Linked DNA regions of Mus musculus: region 2 is linked to region 1. Evidence: chromatin contacts called from public promoter capture Hi-C data. All regions are on one chromosome and are shown on one strand. Each heading gives the region's core, a stretch centred on a gene start, on an enhancer-like site or on the middle of the called end of the contact. The rest is flanking DNA. Distances are from core to core; before and after follow the strand shown.

Region 1 (6,282 bases), core at 2,320-4,819:
TTAAAACAAATCTGCTAACTAAAACAAAGGCTATAATTTTAGCAATCTAAAAAGTATTAAGATATTTTACATAGATGATGTAAAATTCTGGGTGACTTGCTATACACAGCTGAAACTGAAAACCAGCTTTGACTCAGCTTTAGGAAGTTATCGATCAGCCTGTGGCGGTGGTACAGAGCTCGAGACCAGCCTGATCTACAGAGCAAGTTCCAGGACAGCCAGGGCTACACGAAGAAACCTGTCTCAAGAAGAAGGAGAAAGAGGAGGAGAAAGGTGGGGGGGGGGGAGAAGGGGTGAAAGGAGGAAGAGGGGGAGGAGAAGAGGAAGAAGAAGAAGAAGGAGGAGGAGGAGAAGGAGAAGGAGGAGGAGGAGGAGGAGGAGAAGGAGAAAGAGAAGAAAGAGAAGAAGAAGAAAGAGAAGAAGAAGAAAGAGAAAAAGAAGAAAGAGAAGAAGGAGGAGGAGAAGGAGAAGGAGAAGAAGAAGAAGAAAGAAGAAGAAGAAGAAGAAGAAGAAGAAGAAGAAGAAGAAGAAGAAGAAGAAGAAGAAATGATGTAGCAGCAGTAATAGTAGTAGTCATTTATTGATCTTAGTTCTGCAAGGATGGGGGTGTCCAAGATTGAGGTGCAAGCAGATTGAATGTCAGATGAGGACCTAGTCTCATAGATGGTGCCTCCTGTTTGTCTTTGGATGGTTAGTGTCTGTTATAGAGAGACTGGTCCCAGCCATAGGACTCCATCCTTGTGGCTTCGTCACAGGTAACAACTACCTCTCAGTATACCAGGACTGGATTTCAACATATGCACCGTAGAGCTACAGCAACACCAAGACCTTCACATCAAAATAACCTGGGTAGCTACATTTGTTTTTATCTGGAATAGTTTTGTAAGACCACTGATGCTGGGCCTTCACTCAAGTCCCGGGATGAGCTGGCCAACACCCCAACATCTCGAGAGAAAACCACACCTGATGCAAACTGCAAGAGATTTTATTATCAGCTAGCTGAGGACGGAAGTCCCTCTGCCGTGCAGGGCAGGGGAGTTTGACCCCAGGGGTGACAGTAGGGGGCTTTTAACAGCTAGCTGAGGAGTTGGGAGGAGTTGGGAGGAGTTGGGAAGAGTGCTTCTCTTCCGGGTGTCCTTGGTGAAATTTACAAGGCAGGAGTGGGGAGTGAGTTCTTTCTGAATTTTTATCTCTGTGTCCTCGGCATAGGAAGGCAGGCATCTCTGGTTGTACAGTATAGAAACAAAAAGGCTTTTTGCAGGCTATAGAGAACAAAGAGCTTTTTTCTAGCTGTATTTTTAAAGATCAGGGAAAATAAGCTTGGGGAACATCCAGGGGCTGTACCTTCCAGGGAGAAACGCTCTAAGTCGGGGTCTCACAGTTTTTACTAGTTTTGTTTTTCTCTTGCATGTGTGCTTTGGCTAACTATAGTTTTTTTTGTGTGTGTGTCTTGTTTTGTTTTGTTTGTTTTTTTGTGTGTTTTTTTGTTTTATCTGCATGTATCAAAGACTCTACTCCACATGTTCACTTGTTGTGCCAAGAAAACTTCGGTTACAATTTTAAAAAGATACATTAATTCAGTCCTCATTCTGAGTACTAACTCTGTAGAATGAGTCATGCCAGGTGCTACCACACAGGGAGGAGTAGCAGCGACATAGAGAGCTGCTCCCCAGTAGCACTGGTGGGGCAGAAAGACACGGCTCCAAGGTGATCAAAGGCCTCTAAAAAGAAACGGAGTTAACTTCTGATTTCCTGAACAGGTCTGAGTACCGAGTGAATCCAGCTAGCTGAGAATTAAAAACAGAAGTAACCATTTCCCAGAAAACACTTGTCCAAGCCTACTGGGTTTAGCCCGAGGAGCTGTGGAATGAACGAAGGAGCCAGCTAGCTAGGGTTGTTTCCGCTGCAATTTATTTTGGGGTGTGTATGTGGTGGGGTGAGGTTTGCTGACAAGAGCGTGGTCCTGGGTGCCAGCAGGATCAGTGGATTCTCAATTTTGAGTTGCAATGGGGGCAGCATTAAGTAAAAGTGGCTAAGACAGACTTCATCCAAATGAGATTGCACCTGGTTTATCTTAAAGCCAGTATCAAAGGGGACAGGCACGTTCCTGGGACGGAGAGTGCCAGCGTCACTGTCCCCTAAAACTCTGCCTATGCTGCCAATGGTTTTATTTGTGGCTTGTTGGGGGAACTGTGCATGGAAAACTGACTAGGGCATTTCCATCCCCCTCCACCCCCATGGCTGCAAGGCTGACATCCATAGTGACAGAAAAATGGGGTGCTTTGAAGTTAATCCAGCCACTGGAGCAGGGGGCCCTGTGAAGAAGCACAGTGAACCTGTGGGCAACCCAGGCAACCCGGGGTTGCAGGCTAGAGCCAGCAAAGGAGGCCAGGGATGGGGAGGAGAGGGAGAGAGTTTGTGTCTTGGGCCTTCTGTAAACAGGAGGACACATTCTGCCAGGACATCTTGGTGTCCCAGAGGACACCCTGCTGGTGTTGACCGTGACCCTAACACCTTGAATACTCAGAAATTCTTTTGCCTTGCCTTTGGGGGTTCTTCCTGCCTCCACTCCCTGGCTGTGAAGTTAGCAGCTTTGCCCACATCCTATCAGCACAGCCAGAGCCTCAGCACAGCCACCCACACCATGCGGCTCCAAGGGCTCTGTGGCTGCTTGTTATTCTATGTGGGAGATCCCTGTAGAAGAATAGAGGACCTGGCAAATAACGAGCTTTTAATAGGTAGTGCTTTTTCATCAATATCACATTTAAAAAAAAAAAAAAAAACATGTTCAGTCAGGATGTGATGGTGCATGCCTCTTTTTTTTTTTTTTTTTTTCCGAGACAGGGTTTCTCTGTATAGTCCTGGCTGTCTTGGAACTCACTTTGTAGACCAGGCTGGCCTCGAACTCAGAAATCTGCCTGCCTCTGCCTCCCGAGTGCTGGAATTAAAGGTGTGCACCACCATGCCCGGCGATGCATGCCTTTTTATCTAGCTCTTAGAAGTCTCAGGCAGGAAAACCATGACTTCAAGCCAACCTGTGTTACGTGGTGAGACTATGCTACCTTAAGAGGCAAGAGAAAGAAAACAAGGTTCCAAGCACATCTACGAGGAAGACAACTGTTATCTTAATTCCCCAGACCTTAGAACTCATCTTTGAACTCCTGGATCTCTCCCTGTGAGGCCCCTGCAGGCTCCACAGGGGAGGCGCTCACGATGCCCTATCAGCAAATGCAGACAGCTTCTCAGATGGTTGGGAGCTGCATAGGCAGTGTCCCCTACCTTGGCACCAAGAATGTGACACCTAACGAACACCACCCTTTCTGTAAGCCTGGACAGAAAATGTTATTCATGAGAAAAATAGAGATTGCTGAGACCAAATACCAGCACCAGTTTGCAAGGCCTGAGCAAACTTTTAAAGGGTCTATTTGTTCTTATTTTATAAACATTTGCTTGAATGTATGCTGAGTGTGCACCACATGCATGCCTTGTGGCCAAAGAGGTCAGAAGAGGGCCTCAGCTCCCTGGAGCTGGAGTTACAGGCAGTTGTAAGCTGCCACGTGATTGCTGGGAAGTGAGCCCAAGTCCGCTTCCAGAGCCACGGGTGCTCTTGACTGATAAACCACCTCTCTAGCCCCAGAAGTCACTCTTTGATTTGATTAAACAAGCAAACATGACCATTCGAACGCTTGTTGGCTCACGTAGTCTTTTTGCTTTGGGATTTATTTACGTTATTTGTGTTTTTCTTTTGCCCCACCTTTTAAAGAAAAAAAGTCTTTTTCTCTCTTGTAGGAGTGGTCTTGTCTCTGAATAGTTCTTTTTAGTTCACTTTCACCTTTCCAGCAGGGGTTTAACCTGTCCACTGTGGCCATCTTAGACCTGGTAACTTGTGAGTGTGGGGGACTGCTTGCATAACTTTGGGTTCTAAGCTTGGCCAGCTTTCTTTACTAGGTACCAGTGATAACCTAGCCAGCTGAGACAGTCAACTGTGTTTCCAGGTATTTCCTCACGTCCCCTGGGGGACAAAACCAACTCCCATGGAGAAACACTTCTCTGGTAATGAGAGTGCTCTAGAAATTTGAACATAGTCAACTCCTGTGTGTTTCAGAGAGGTCACGTGTAATTACTCTTTTCCTCCCAAGCAACAAGAAGGCAGAGATCCTTGGATTTAAAATTTTCCCCTTCTGAGGCTAATGAGGCCTTAACCCCAGACAAAGAGCTTCAGACAGCGAAGGGATGTTGACAGTGGGAGTCCTCCCCGGGAAAGTGCGCAGCAATTTGTTATCCAGGACCAAGGGGCCAGCCCCGAAAATGTACATACAAATGCAATCATATAGACTGAGCAGGTCACATTTAGGAATACACACACACACACACACACATGTATACACAGACACATATACATATACACATGTAACAACATTTTTAAAAAGGAGAGACCATGAACTTGAAGGAGTGCAAGATGAGGAATACAGGGAGGTCCAGAGAGATGAAAGGGAAGGGCAAAATGTTGTGATTATATTATATTCTCAAAAATGAAAGAAAAATGAAATGATATAATTAAGCAAAAAGTTCTTTTCTTTCATTTTAGTTACTTTAAATAACTACAGTTGTTCAAAGTTAAAAAAAAAAAAACCAAACTGTATTTTTTAGATGGGTGTCATGTAGCCCAGGCTGGCCTCAAGTCCACTATGTAGCTCAGGTTGACCTTAGCTCCTATCAGTTTTCCAACTGTCTCTTGGGTGGGGTAAAGTATGGTCCACCATGCCTGGATTTTATCTTTAGTTGCAAAGCTGTCTCTATTTGTTGTGTAAAACATAAACATTTAAAATGTGTATGCATTATGAGATGACTAACTTAATTAACATAGGTATTATTCTATAGATAAGATTTAATGTTGCTATAATGTAAAATTTGTTCTCTTAGTGGCTTGCAAACAGTTTCATATTCATATTCTTGATCATGGGAATCAAGAGGACCCTGCTCCAATGCTATACTATAGAGGGCTTGTTTGAACTGTTGCTGTTTGATATAATGAACCAATATTTGTTTTGATTGGCCAGTGTACTTCCCAGGCTTTTCCTGTATTCGAAAATAGCACCCCTTCCCTCTGAGGTCAGTTTCCTTCTTCCTAAAATAATGCCAAAGATCTTTAATAAAGGTCCTTTGAAATCAAAGCCTCTCGCTTTTGTTTGTCTGAGTCTTCATTGTATTTCTTTTCCTGGCATTTTTGCAGTAATTTTCCTGAAAAAAAAAAAAAACACGCAGTAGCGTAAACAAGGCCAGGTGGACTGGGTTTGAATGCATTCAGGAGGAATTCCACCCCTCCAGGCCTCTCTGTAAGGTTGTGTTTCCCTTCAAGAAAGTCTGCCATCTCTGTTCTCCATATCCAGCAGGTTCACTCTCACGTGATCTCTCCATTTTTGCATCTTGAACAGATTGGGGTTTGAGATTTCTAACTTGTATCTATTGGCCATTTAGACACTGGCACTTTGCCTTTGCTGGATAGTTTGTCTGCTCTTCTCCGACTCTGGCTAGCCTCATGACAGAGCTCCTCTCTCCTTCCTTGTCTCGCATTGCAACTGTCTTTCTGTTCTCCTCCCTGCTCTGGAAAATCATTAGTCTTAATAGCAAGATGCTCTGCATACAGACAACACACTTTTGCCTAGAATATCCTAAATATTCTACTCTAAAGCTATTTAGTTAGACAACATTCTTAAGATATGATTTTAGGATAACTGTATTTCTGCAAAGATACAGTTTATGAAATGCTAGTCTCTTATACTGTGAAATATTTTTTAGGTGAGCGTCACATCAGGAGAGATGGCGCAGAGCAGTAGTTTGCTCTCTGGAATGTGGTGGGCCTCCACTGATCCATTGGAGGTGGTATGAGAAGAAAACAACAGACAAACAAACACACAGACAAACAAACAAACTGAGGTCTTCCTACCCCAAACTGCCTTTGAACTTGAAAGGAGACAACATCTTCCCTGGGTTGACAGCCTGGTGCTCTGTAGTGAGAATTTTGGTTTCTTTAAAAACAAAGAAATGTGATGGAAATATGTTTTTGTCCCAGGTATGGGATGTGGGGTTGCTTCCGGATGTTCACAGCAGCAGACTATGATTTACCTCGTGCTCTGGCAGGGTCATTTTGCCAGTTGCAAATAGTTTTTTGCAAGTATATGACATTTGGAATTATGGGGACTATTGAGAGAGTATATAAATGCAAGGGTCCTGATCCTGAGAGGGGTGTGGGTGCTGCTGCTGCTCTTCCCGCTGCTGTCT
Region 2 (6,282 bases), core at 2,118-4,617, 120 kb before region 1:
CTAGAAAAGAGATAACTCAAAAATAACTGCCAAGTTATGTCTAAAATAATTACTATGTTCTGCCAGGAATGAGTGTTTCAAGGTTACTCTGCTTGTCACCTTAGATGTACGGTCTTTGTGCTTTTTGCCTTTAAAAATTCTGTATCCTCCTGCACTTGGCACCAGAGGCACAGGTCCACCCAGGCCATAAATAAAACCGGACTTCAGACTTTTAATTGGCTAAACATTGTTCTCAATAATGACCTGAGTTGTTATGGTAATGCAATGGTAAAGAGGGCTGTAAAACTGCTTTTCTGTTTCCTCTGGGCGTGGTGACACATGCCCTGTGATGTTGAAGATATCTTGATCCACACAGCCAGTCTGTCCCATATAGATGGCTCCACACCAGCCAGAGCTACCTGGTAAGATTCTTGTCTCAAAAAACTAACTACAACAAATATGGCCATTTGAAGCAGTTTGAATTCTCAGTAGATGAAGGCATCCAGGTTAGCCCCTCACTCAGAGAATAAGCTTGGATAGCCCGCCCACACCCCACTTCTAGGAAGTGTTTGCTCTGAGCTTGGGCTCCATGCTCCCTGCTGGCATTCTTGTCACCTTTGGCCCATTTGGCTGCCCTTTGGGGCTCAACCACAGCCACCTCCTGCCTCAGGACAACAGACCAGTCTCACCCCCAAAACAGTTTGTGATGGCTACTCTTGGTTGTCAACTTGACTACAGTTGGAACTAATCCCCCTCCCCCAAGTGGAGGGGCTTTAGTGGGAGTGGGGGGTGGTGGGGGGTGCCTAATGGAACTCAAGGCAAGCACTCACTACTGAGTCCTAGGCCCAGCCCTGTCCTTTTAACCCTTAATGCCCCCAACCCCTCGCCAACCAAGATGTCGGATACACAATGTCTCTCATTAGAGAGGCTCCCTGCTTCTCCCTAAGGTCTCAGCACCCAACAGAGGATACAGTGGCTGTGCCAGCAAGCCTGAGTCTCCTCTCCCACTGTCAGGACAAGCCTGTGGGCGGGGGCTCCTCACAGCGGACCACGTGGGCGCCATGTGCCACTGTGTGTGGGGGAACCTCGAGGGGCAGTAGGGTAGGAGGGGGAAGGGGTGGGCTGGACACCCTTTCCTAAATGTTAAATAGTGTCAAAGGGCTTAAAAGGTGCCTTTGGGAAGCTGGGCAAGGGTGGCAGTCAGCTCAGGTATGGTCCTGGATAACATGGTTGGTGGCCCGCTGGGATACTGGGCCAGTGTGACTCATTTGTGGACTGTGTTGTCCCCATGGCTTTGAAGAACTAAGGGAAGAGACAGTAGGAACATCTTTCTGGCTGAAGTCTCCGGATCAGCCTTACTAAATGTAACTGAAGAAAATACAAGTTTAGATACAAATATTTTTAAGTTTGGTATTTATTTATTATTTATTTAGAGAGCCAGGATCTCTCTACATAGCCCTGGCTGTCCTGGAACTCACTATGTAGACCAGGCTGGCCTCAAACTCACAGAAATCTACTGGCCTCTGCTTTCAAGTGCTGGGAATAAAGGCATGTGTCACCATGCCTGGCTAAGACTTTTCACAAGTCAATACTTTACGGAAAACAGGCAAAGAAGGCGACGTGGTAAGGGACAAGAAAAGAAGAAACACGTGCACTTCTTTTTCCTGTTTTGTTTACCAGACAGGGTTTCTCTGTGTAGCCTTGGCTGTCCTAGACCAGGACTCTAGACCAGGCTGGCCTCGAACTCACAGAGATCCTCCTGCCTCTGCCTCCCAAGTGCCAGGAGTAAAGGTGTGCACCACCACCACCCGGCAGATAGACTTAAAAAAAAAAAAAGTTTAACATACAATCTTTTATCTCTAGATTAAAAAAAAAAAAAAAAGACTTAAATTACCAGGACATTATTTACAAGATTAATCACCTCTCTGTGAGTGAGGTGCTGGGGTGGGTGGGGCGTGTACGTGCTAGGCAAGCACCGAGCCCAGGGGTCTCACATTTAAGCCATCACATTGGACATGAAGGGGACACTAAGGGCCCCTCTTTGTGACAGGCAGGGTTGGCTGGGACAACTCATTTTCCAGAGTGAAGGCAAGGAAGGACCCAGTCTTCTGACAGCAGGGGCAGCTAACACTGGAGAAAGCACCACACACAGGTTTGCCGCCACGTTGCCAGTAATGAGCAGTTGTCTTTTTAGTGTTTAAGAGAAGCGCTTGGTTTGTTTTTGTTTTTGTTTTGTTTCTGAGATATCTTTCTGTGGAATCCTTTTAAATACTTGTAGCATCCAGAAAACTCATAAAGAACAAACACTACACCATCTTCCCCAGTCCTGGGGCCCTGGGGATCTCTCTCGGGTGCACTGATCGCTGCCCTCCTGGGCAAGCAGAGACCCTGGCCTGGTTCACGGTGTTTGGAGCACATCATCTCGCTCCTTTTCTGGAGAAGAAATAATTGACACGGAGTCCCAGGAGTCCTCCTTCGGTGAACCGTCCTTGTCCAAGACCTCTAAGATGAATTGGTCTGGGTCCTTTAGATACTAGAAAAGGATAGAAGGCCAGCCAGTTACAGACAGTCCGATACAATGTCCCTACTTGTAGTTGATGTAGTCATATTATAATCAGGTACAACTCCACTTTGTCCATCAATGAAGTGATACCACCACCAATCGTCATTGTTAACTGTTGTGACCCTAGGGGTCAAGCCCAGGCCTGGCACACGGTAAGGGCACACTGCTGCTAACTCATGCTCAGCCCTGATTTCCAGCACGTGCCTGCCTCTTCAGCCCTCATCTCTGTAATGGCGCAGGCCCAGGTGTAGCTCAGAGCAAGAGCGCTTGTCTAGAAAGTACAAGGGCCTGGGCTCCATCCTCTGTTCATCTGATGAAAGCTGGGAAGGGCAGAACTCAGGAAAAGTGGGAATCCCCACTGTGCCCAGCTGTGGCAGGATAAAGCAGGGAACGTCCCTAAACTCTAGCCCCTCCTTCCACCTGCACACAACCCTGGACGCATCTGGGTGGGGCTAGGATCCTCACAGTGAAGAGGGGTCTCACAGCCCTGAACTTTCTTTCCCTTTTGCTCTTGGCTATAAACCCCCCAGGATTCCAGGGCTCCATCCGCAGCTCTTAGAAGTGCTATCGGCCAATGGAAAGAGGAACAGAAGTCATGTGCGTGCCATGTGAAACCTCAGACACAGAAGCGGAAACCAATCTCTACTCTCAAGTAACGTCAGCAGCCTCTGGCAGTTCTTCACACTTTCCCAAGAAAGTACAGCAAAACCTTAGATTTCTGCCCCAGAGAAACAACTGTGGTGGCCCAGGCTCAGTTCCTCTGAGGGCTGTACCTGAGAGTCAGGACGAGCCCAGTGAAAGCTCAAGGGCCATCGGGAACTGTTACTCTTTGGCAGTGTCAACAAGGGAAACCTTTAACCCATCACCACGAGCCACGTGTTATATAGACTCTGACCTAACCCAACAGCCATTTTACTACTTAGTTATTCTGTGTGAACGTATGTGGGTGGGCATGTGCCCACGCACGGGGGCGGGGGGGGCAGAGGACGGCACGGGGTGTCCATTCTCGCCTACCACGAGGGGGCGGGGCCACAGCGGGTCACTCGCGCATCTGCGCACTGACCTCTTCGATTTGTTCCGGGATGTTTGGCGGAGCCTGAAACCAGTACTTCACTCGGCTTTGGTATTTGAGGAACAGGGTGAAGCAGGCGCCCGTCAGGCCGAGCAGCAATGCGAAGATGCCCAACGGAATCAGGATGACTTGCTGCAGCCTGGCGGAGGCTAAAGAAGATGACACAGAAGTGAGCAAGCCGCCAGCAGCAGTCCACGCCCCATCTCCCACTGCTGGGCCGTTTTCTCGTCCCAGGAAGACCCACAGGCCCTCTCTACCCCCTTGCCTCAATATGCGCTTAAACTAATAATTTTGACCTGAACATGTAAAACCTGAAAATTTCTATTCAAAAATCAAAAACTGCCCTGTCATAATACCACAAATGGAAAATTCCACATCCAAATTCACCTGATGGGCCCCGGTGCAATTGGAGCGGTGAGATGGTTCAGCAAATGAAGTTGCCTGCCTCTAAGACCGACAGGCCTGCATTTTGTCCTGAAGACCCATGTGTGACAGCAGAGGGCAGTGTGAACGTCCTCTATCCTGTCACAATACCACAGAGTGTCCTCTGACGGCCACTCAAGTGTACTCACATGACATGTATGCATGCACGCTCCCACACACACGCGTGCACACACACACACACACACACACACATGCACACAAACCCCCCACTTAAGTAAGCAAAAAATGCAATAAAAAATTCTATACCAGTGTACTAAAAATATTATATAAAGCCTCCTTCAGGCTATGCATGCAAGGTGTCTATGAAAACATAAGGGAATTTTATGGTCAGATTTAGGATTCATCCCTAAGACACCTCATTTTATATATATATGCAAACATTTTAAAATCTGAAACAAGACGACCACAAATCTGACATACTCCTGGTCCCAGGCGTTGTGGCTGCTGCTCAGCCTAGTCACACAGCCATTGCTGCTGAGACCTCAATATAATTCTCCTGTCGGGTAAGCACTTCCGGTCTCTTCTCCGACCACCAGCCACATGCCACAGCATGCCATCCTAACCACTTCAGGAGAAGCCTTTTTTGCAGCAGGTAATGGATACATGAAGGTATGTCCTACCATTTGCTGTTGTTTCGTGACAGGATACATTGCTCAAGAGCCCATGTGGTCGGATTTTTTTGTTTTTCAAAATCAGTTGTGCCTCAGTTTGTAAACAATATACTCTGTATGGCTTCAGATTGCCCAGCACAATGGAGTTGCTCTTGAAAGGGCCTTCAACCTGTGTAGACAGCACCAGAGCCACACAGGTCAGACGGACAGACAGACAGACAGACAAGCAGAGGGACAGATGGGGCCATGCAGCTTCTAGCTTTTCTAGTGACTCCTCAAATCCACAGTGAACACAACCAAATGGTAACAAGACTGAGGGGCTGTAAATAACGGAGATAAGAGATAGAACACCAACATGCCGGACTTTACAGAGGTGCGGAGGGAGTGAACTCAGCTTCTTGGGATCACATAGCAAACGCTGTGCCCACCGAACCATCTCCCCAGCCCGAGGCTTTAGTTTTACAGGAGAAATTTCTATACTAGAAATTAAGATTTGTGACGTTCTGGACACCTCATGAGGCTTAATGAAAAAAAAAAAAAAACTCTAAAGAGAAAAAAACCATAAACAAAGAAGAAAAGGGGCCTTACCTGTTCCTGTTGGGTTTCTGACTTTTCCCAGTAGTGGACAAGATACTGAAAAGTTGCCCCGTGGAACACATCAAAGGGAGGGGAGAAGTGTATGACGAGGGAACCTTTTCCTGGGGTCACCGAGATGTTTTTCGGAGGTCCAACAGTAACTGAAATAGAATCACAGAGACCTCACGTGAGTGACACAGGCACCCGTATACACTGTGTGTGCCTATTAAACACCACACGTATGTACACTGTGTGTACACACACGTTCACACTTACACTCGCAATGGGCTGCACTCAGATGCCCGTTCTGAACAGGAGGTTTACCAGGGAGCTAGCATCCAGGACTGGCCCTGCTGAAAGGCCCTGTGAGCCGGGATCTATCAGGGCTACATGGAAGTTGTTTCCGTTCCCATCAGGGAGGGCCGTGCAGCACTCTGCAAGGGTTTTTGGTCTTGCTCAAGGCATTCAAGATTGTTCTAGCTGAGATGCTGTCTCTCAGCTGGGAGTTGTTTGACTGCAAGCAAAGCTTGTAGAATCCCAGCAGGCGTCAGAATCCCAGAGAGACAAGAACAGAAACTTAAACTGGAGGCGAAGTTTTCATTCAGGGTAGAAAAGATGTGCAAGGTTTGAAATTTGCACAGAAGTGTGTGGCTCTGGAGAGTATGATGTTAAGTGAGGGAAAAAGACGCCGCCTGCTCTGCCTCATACGAGGATCCCAGTCTACCACGTCCACGTGGAACACGAGACATGTTACAGGTAGGTAAACAGGACTAAGTGACAGTGTGATATAACATTTACCGCATCATTGAGTTTTCCTCTACAGTTGATTTTTTGAGACAAGGTCTCTCAATGTGTGGCTCTGTCTTGCTTGGAACTCACTCTGTAGACCAGGCTGGCTTTGAACTCATGGACATCTGCCTGTCTCAACCTCCCAAGTTCTGCAACTAAAGGTGTGTGCCACCCTTATCCCCCAGCTCACTTTTAAATAAGCTGGCATTTTAATGGCTCTGGGTTATTTGGGGGATCTTTTATTTATT

The links. Capture Hi-C pulls out chosen DNA fragments and counts their contacts.
Region 2: a promoter capture Hi-C map of liver shows a contact between it and region 1. The contact joins two enhancer-like sites. A contact is called at or near these places in 1 of 484 Hi-C or Micro-C datasets (thymic regulatory T cells), 1 of 115 datasets of contacts at active chromatin or transcription factors (CD8 T cells) and 2 of 9 other capture datasets (adipose tissue and liver).

What each region holds. Positions count from the first base shown.
Region 1 is chr16:91,438,903-91,445,184 of GRCm38.p6, reverse strand. No RefSeq gene overlaps it. Among named protein-coding and RNA genes, the nearest start is that of A930006K02Rik, 23 kb to the left of the region's middle. Within about 2 kb of position 3,569, at least 84 of the 459 cell types and tissues checked have an H3K27ac peak or open chromatin away from gene starts, as enhancers often do. A contact at or near this core is called in CD8 T cells and liver, where this site is marked.
Region 2 is chr16:91,559,101-91,565,382 of GRCm38.p6, reverse strand. It overlaps Ifngr2 (interferon gamma receptor 2), which reads right to left. Exons shown (of 7, transcript NM_008338.4): 4 at 5,258-5,406; 5 at 4,679-4,838; 6 at 3,606-3,763; 7 at 1,376-2,512. The coding sequence ends at 2,378. Among named protein-coding and RNA genes, the nearest start is that of Ifngr2, 15 kb to the right of the region's middle. Within about 2 kb of position 3,367, at least 41 of the 459 cell types and tissues checked have an H3K27ac peak or open chromatin away from gene starts, as enhancers often do. A contact at or near this core is called in CD8 T cells and liver, where this site is marked.